Linked DNA regions of Gossypium hirsutum: region 2 is linked to region 1. Evidence: chromatin contacts called from public Hi-C data. All regions are on one chromosome and are shown on one strand. The core of a region is the stretch at or near the end of the contact, and the rest is flanking DNA. Distances in the headings are between cores, read along the strand shown.

Region 1 (3,378 bases), core at 847-3,346:
TTTTATTTTAAGTTATGTTGTATAATATTTGACATGTCATTTAACAGTTTGAATAATTGAAGGGCATGGTTGATATAACATCAATAATTTAGAGATGTAATTAAAACATTTTGAAGTTTGAAGGTCAATTTAGAATGAGGGTCGTAGTTTGGGAACGTATAGTTCAATTAACTCTTAATCATATATTAGATTAAAATTATGAACTAATCACACACACTAGACACCCCAAACTACAACTCAAATTTTAAAATAGTCAATAACTTTTAGAAGGTTCTGATTGAATATATTTAGGGTGTGTTTGGATAAAAAATTTATAAGAGGGATTTCATCTATATCAAAGTTCTCAAAATTCTAAAAAATGAATTTACCTGTTTAGGTAAAAACATTGGAGAATTTTAATATTTGTGAGTAATTTTAAGAGAAGATTTTATGAGTTGATTTTCCTTTTTCGAATTCAACCTAAATACGTAATTTTTCAAAATTTATCATGTTCTGACGGTAAGATAAAAAAAAACTTGAACTTAAAAAGTTATTTTTATTTAATTTTTATTTTATTAAAGCATTTTATAGGTTTTTACAAATACAATGATATTCATATTGAGTATTTTTATATTATTTATTTTTAATATAATTATTATTTTTATAATTATTTTTAACCCTAATTTTTTCTAAATCAATTATTGTCCAAACAAAGTAAATACAAATGCTAGCAATTTAAAATTCAAAATTTTATTTATTTTTATCCAAACACACTTTTAAAATATCTATAATTATATCAATAAAGTAAAAATTTAACATGTATAATATTTTAAGTGTTAAACGCTAACTCAAATATGACTTTAAACATCTATATCAATAACATTGATATTTCGAATATAACATATTTTATTTTATCTTATAAAATTTTAACAAATCAAATACGTTCTACATTCTTATTTAAATTAGAATTTAATCTCAAAATTAATTGCTAATTAAATTATTCGAAAGATTTTATCGACATATCGTAATTTACAGAGTTGTAAACTTAAAATTATTAATAAAACCTTTTATCTCTTTCAAAAAATCTTTTTTTGTTATACGAATTTTTGGTAAGTTTTTTGTTGTTGCAATTTTCGAAATCACGTGCTGATCCTCGAGCTCGTAAATTTTGAAATATATAAAAATTGAAAAATTAAATGGACAGTTGATGAAATTAATAAAACAAATAGTACAAATGTATGCAATTGGGCTTTATCAGTTGGCCCACCTGAACTGAGATGAGGCAAAGCTGCAAGTTGCTCATGCACAGTGATTTCCCTAATCATTTCATGCAATCTTCTTTCATTTAAATTTAAACTTCACCTACACGTATCTTTAGCTCCATTCGTCCATAATGTTAAAAATAACAGTGCTGATTAGATTAGTTATTATAGTGAAGAGATAAAAAATTCTGTCGTATGTACTGTGAATCAAAGGCACCCTAAGAATTGTATAAAAAGAATTGATTCAATATCAACATTATATCAATGAAGTATTTTTCATTATTTTAACATCAAATTAAGCATTAGATATTAGTTTAAACTTGACTTGAAATATTTTAAAATACATATCATTTTAGATTTGATCTATTAAAATTTTTGAACTCGTCAAATTTTGTTTATACAGTTGGTGCACATGTATTTATAGTTTAATATACGTGTTATAAAATATTCTATGTTTGATAGAAAAATTTAATTAATATGATATTAATACTTTAAGGACTTAATTAAAATATTTTAAAATTTAAATTATGAAATTGAAGTTTTAGTTATAGTTGAAAGTCGTCTGGTGAAATTAATCCTAGAAAACAAAATAAAAAATCTTCCCTCTAATAAACAGTCATCTGACATACACAGTGTCTCTCATGCTCGCTCACTCACAAAACACTTTTTCTTTACCCAAATTTTTAATTTTAATTTTAATATTTTTTTCACCCGTATACAGAAAAAAGACAACCCAAAGGGGAAAAAGAAAAATAATGGCGGTCGTATGTTCATTGATTGGTGGAGCAAAGAAATAGAGATGGAAAACAAAAAAAAACAAAGAAAAAAAGAGAAGGAAATGGGAAGAAAGCAAACAGCAAAGGCAAAGAGCAGTAAATAGTACAAGTAGTCAGCAGCACGGAACTCTCTCTCATTCTCTCTCACTTTCCTTTCATTTCTCCTTCAGTAGCGACCACTCATCACCACTATTTCCATTGCTGGAAACAAAAAGAGTCCCCCCTTCCCTCTCCTATTCCTTTAAAAACCAGTAAAAAAAATATATTTTCCTACATCCTCAACCGTAGCCCATAGATATATAAAACAAACATATATTCTTCTGAACCAAAAATATCTATAAATACCCAATGCTTCTTTTTTAAATACAGTTGGGACTGTACAAACGGGGAGAGAGAGCCAGCTTTGTGAGGAAGAAAAACAAAAACCCAAATGCATAATAATAATATACCCTTTGCTTGGTTTGTGTTTTTTGTTTTGTGAGTGAGAACAAAGATCTGGGCTTTTGAACTTATTGGTATCTTTATAGCTGAGATCTGTTGGGTATTTTTGTTTGCTGGGGTTAGTGGGTTACAAGCTTCGAGGAACTCAAAGGAGAAAAGAAAAGCTGTTGTTTTGGTCACACTTAAGGATCAAAAGTCTTTATTTTTGGGAGCTGAAATGTGGGGCTAAAGCGTTGAAACATTAAAAGAAGGGGGAGATTATGTTGTTTTAGCATTAAGGTTTTGGATCAAGAGAAGAACACTTTGGGTTTTTTTTTTTGGTGGGTGGGGGAAGAACAAGATAGGAGGCGGATGAGGCTGAAAGCGATTGTGTTTTGTAGTAAAACCGGTTTCGGTTGAATAAGAAAGACAAGAAAGAAGTCTTGGGGGGGGGGCTTTGTATTTTTTTTTTTTTCTTTAAAGTCTGTTCTTCGACGTGTAAATTGTCAGCCTTTTGTTCAATTGGAGTTTGATTCTTGTTAAGGCATGGTGTTTTTTTTTGTGGAGACAAAGTAGTAAGAAGAAAGGTTTTGGAGTTTGGGTGTCCTTTGGAGGACTTTGGTCTGATTAAGGGAAGGGGTTTTAGGGTGGTGATCTTTTTTTTCTTGAGGGTGCAAACTTGGGATTTAAAGGGTTTTTATTCAATTTGTTTGGAAAAGAAAATGAGACTTTCTTCAGCTGGTTTCAATCCTCCAAACCAGGAAGGTACGCTTCTCATTTATCAAATTTCTGCTTCTTTCTTTTCCTCTTCTATTTTATCTCTCTCTAATTGGGTTCCTTGGGAAAGGGGAAGGTGGAGGGGAAGTTGAAAACTATCATCATCCATTGGCTTTGTTTTTGGCTTTGGAAAATGTTGGAGAAGCTGATTTCTTTAAATGTTA
Region 2 (3,291 bases), core at 310-2,809, 36 kb before region 1:
AATTGGATTTAAGATCTCGCTTTTGGGGGTTAAAAGAAAAAAAAAAGTCGGTGCTTTAATTTGAATAATTGCTATATTTTAGTGTTTTTTAATCATTTTCACTAGGTTAGACTACGTATATTATGTGTAAGTTATGGATTTAAGTCATATATTTTGATATGGTCATTTTTAGTTACTATACTTTTTTTTTAATTTTATAATTTTAATCTTCACAAAACGGTAGTTATTTGATTCATTAAGTTAGGTTATGCTATTTTTAAAATCTTATAGATTCTTTTAGAACAAGTAGGGTCAAATAACAAAGATTCAAAGCATTCTTTTTACATTGTTTCGGAAACCCAATGACTTAATCTATGGATATGTAAAATACATGATTTCTAATCCTACCAGGAAGGGAGAGAAACAAATACTCAATTTAAAGTGAGCAAACAAAATTCCATACTCGATCTCATAGATGCATATGAAATTTTGTGGAAAATCATATTCGATGAGAGTCGTATGTACAACTTGGAGGGAGATTTTTCATATCTTTTGAGATCCACCTAACAATATAATGTCAAAAAGCAAAAGTAAATTATTTTAGCCCTTATAAAAAGAAAAAAAGAAAAAAATTAACCAAAATAATGATCAAATTGGAGAATATGGATTAAATTTCCAACTTTACTCACAGTACAAGATCAATACCGATATTTAACCAAACAATTTAACTGCTGTTGTTTGGTCAAAATTGGAATCTTAAGATTCAAAATATACAAGGACGAAAATTGATCAAATCAAAAAATATAAGAACTAAAATTAATCAAATTAAAGTATCAAGACTAAATTCATAACTTATACATAATACAGGGACTAATAACAGGATTTGACCTTTTTAATTTAATAAGGCATGAAGCATGCTAGATGGGCTGAGATATTAGGAGCCGAACATTTGAGCATGGGCTAAAGCTTTTTCGATGAACCCTACTATTAGATGATAAAAACACATTACTATTATTAAATTGATCTCAATTTATTTTTTAAAATTTGTAAAAAATTATATAAATTTAAAAAGAAATAATTTAATTTATAATGCTAAGCTGTTAACGCCTAAATTTTTTTATGCAATAAATTTAAATGGTTAAATAATATATCATAGAAAATGGATCCTTTTGTAAATAGGACCCATTTGTTCAGATCCTGTCATGTGGGTCCCTAATTACATGCAAATAAATAAATGATTAATGAAAAAAAAAAACCAACACATAATGGCAGCTTTAAAAAAAAATTCTTCCCATAACTTTGAAATTTCGGAAAACAAAATTTGACATTTCTATTTCCAATTATTTTTTAATAAATAATATTTCATTCTTAAAATCACATTAGGTAAGAAATATATTTTTAATTCATAAATTCTAAAATTAGGAAGTCAACTTTTTTACTGTATATATATTAAGAAAATACTATTTATTAATTTTTATTATATTTGTGCATGACTTGTTGTAGTAATAGTATGGTACGTACGGCATGTACATGGCTAGAGCCGAGCCGAGCCAAGCTGTTGAGGCGGGGAAGCCGGGGTAGTTGGAGTGGCGACGTAGGGAAAGGTGGGGGCCACCAAATCTAGATGGCGAAAGTGGATGGACCCCACAAATCTAAGAGGTGAGCTGTTGCTTTTGTACGAAAAAGAAAGTGAGAGGAAAACAAAATACCACTAACATCTTTTAAAACAATTATTTATGGAATTTATTTATTTATTTATTTAAAATGTGAAAATAAATTATTTTCATAAAAAAATTTGTTTTTAATTTTTTTAAATTTTAAATGATATTTTTACATACGGTAAAAGATATTGCAAAAAAAAAAAAGTATTCTAATATTGTATATCATAAAAATTTCAAAATAATATATTAATGGTGTATAAATATTAAAAATAGGTTTATAATAATAACAATATATTAAGAAAATTATGGTAATTTAATTGTTTAAGAGAATAAAACTTGGAAGAAAAAATAACAATACTTATAAATTTATGGTTATTTTATTTCCATAATTATTTTATAAATTTCCGATAAATTTATGGTTATTAATTATATTTTTTAAAAATTAATAGTTTATTGTATCACGGTAGTAATTATATTATATTTTTAAAATTTTTAATTTTATTGTTAAATTTAAACTAATTATTTAGAATTTTGAATTATTTAGAAGTACTTAAAGTACTCTAGATTTTTGGGCTTCCATTTTTAACCTAACTATTACCTAAGTAAATATAATTGAAAATTTTAAATACTATTATTATTTATAAATTTTAAAATATTTTTTAAATATTTCAATATGACACATCGAAATATAATTATCATGAATTAAGATTAAAATAAAATTTTTATTGACTCAAAATCAAATAAATGTCAAAATTAATTTCATAGTTAAAGTTAAAGTAAAAATTAAAATTGCCCCAAAAAATAATAAAATAAAATTGCAGTTCAGTAACATATCAAAAATAAAAATAAAAAATGACTTAAATAAAAACATTTCATATTTAAGAGGATGTAATACAAAATTATCCCAATAACCACATACATGTTAGAAACCTATGGCACTTGACCGACTCACTTTTTCCAATACAAATTTGAAAATATCTTTTTTCATTTAATGTTACAACTAAAATTTTCATTTATTTTTACTATAATTTATTTTTATTCTATTTTCTCTTAAAAAATTCTTAGCCCCTTAGTTGATCCGCCGCCACCGTTGCTGCCATGATCGGTGGTCTTCTTCCACCGCAGACATACCGAAATGTTCCTATCCTCCTCTTATTCTCCAATATGCCTTTTGATTAAAAAAAAAACCAAACCCTTTAGATTTAGCCTTTAAATCGAAAATATTTTTTCCTTGATTTCTACTATCGACCACCAAATTGACCATCACATGAAACAATAATTTTTTTACTTCAAATCTATTGAAAATTTTGTAAGGCGCCAAAAATAAAGTATCTCAAAAGCGAAGTCCTAAGGGATTTAAACTTTATACAATCTTATCTCTCAAGACTTATAATAATTAACTTAATAACTCTAATTTTATTCGAGTGTTTTATTGGGCCATTAAAACTTCAAATAGATAAATTTTTCCATATGTGAATTCATCACAGGTTTTGATCTACAACCCGTGATATAAGACAATAATTTACAGGCAAAAAATAAACATAAATATGGAAGAGAAACTTCTGTATTAAAAAATGTGTTATCATCAATATGTTGAATTTTTTAAATTTAACATTAAATTGTTACAAAACCGTAGACAATTTATTATAGT

Evidence for each region. Hi-C and Micro-C count contacts between places; a contact is called where the count stands out from the background.
Region 2: a Hi-C map of leaf shows a contact between it and region 1, with 5 times the contacts expected there. The contact joins the enhancer-like site here to the promoter of LOC107937515 in region 1. A contact is called at or near these places in 23 of 34 Hi-C or Micro-C datasets (anther, callus, cotyledon and 6 more).

The regions. Positions count from the first base shown.
Region 1 is chrA10:4,436,546-4,439,923 of Gossypium_hirsutum_v2.1, reverse strand. It overlaps LOC107937515 (auxin response factor 6), which reads left to right and starts at 2,096. Exons shown (of 14, transcript XM_016870416.2): 1 at 2,096-3,202. The coding sequence starts at 3,160.
Region 2 is chrA10:4,472,554-4,475,844 of Gossypium_hirsutum_v2.1, reverse strand. No RefSeq gene overlaps it. Among protein-coding and RNA genes, the nearest start is that of LOC107937516, 12 kb to the left of the region's middle. Within about 2 kb of position 1,559, at least 3 of the 9 cell types and tissues checked have an H3K27ac peak or open chromatin away from gene starts, as enhancers often do. A contact at or near this core is called in hypocotyl and leaf, where this site is marked.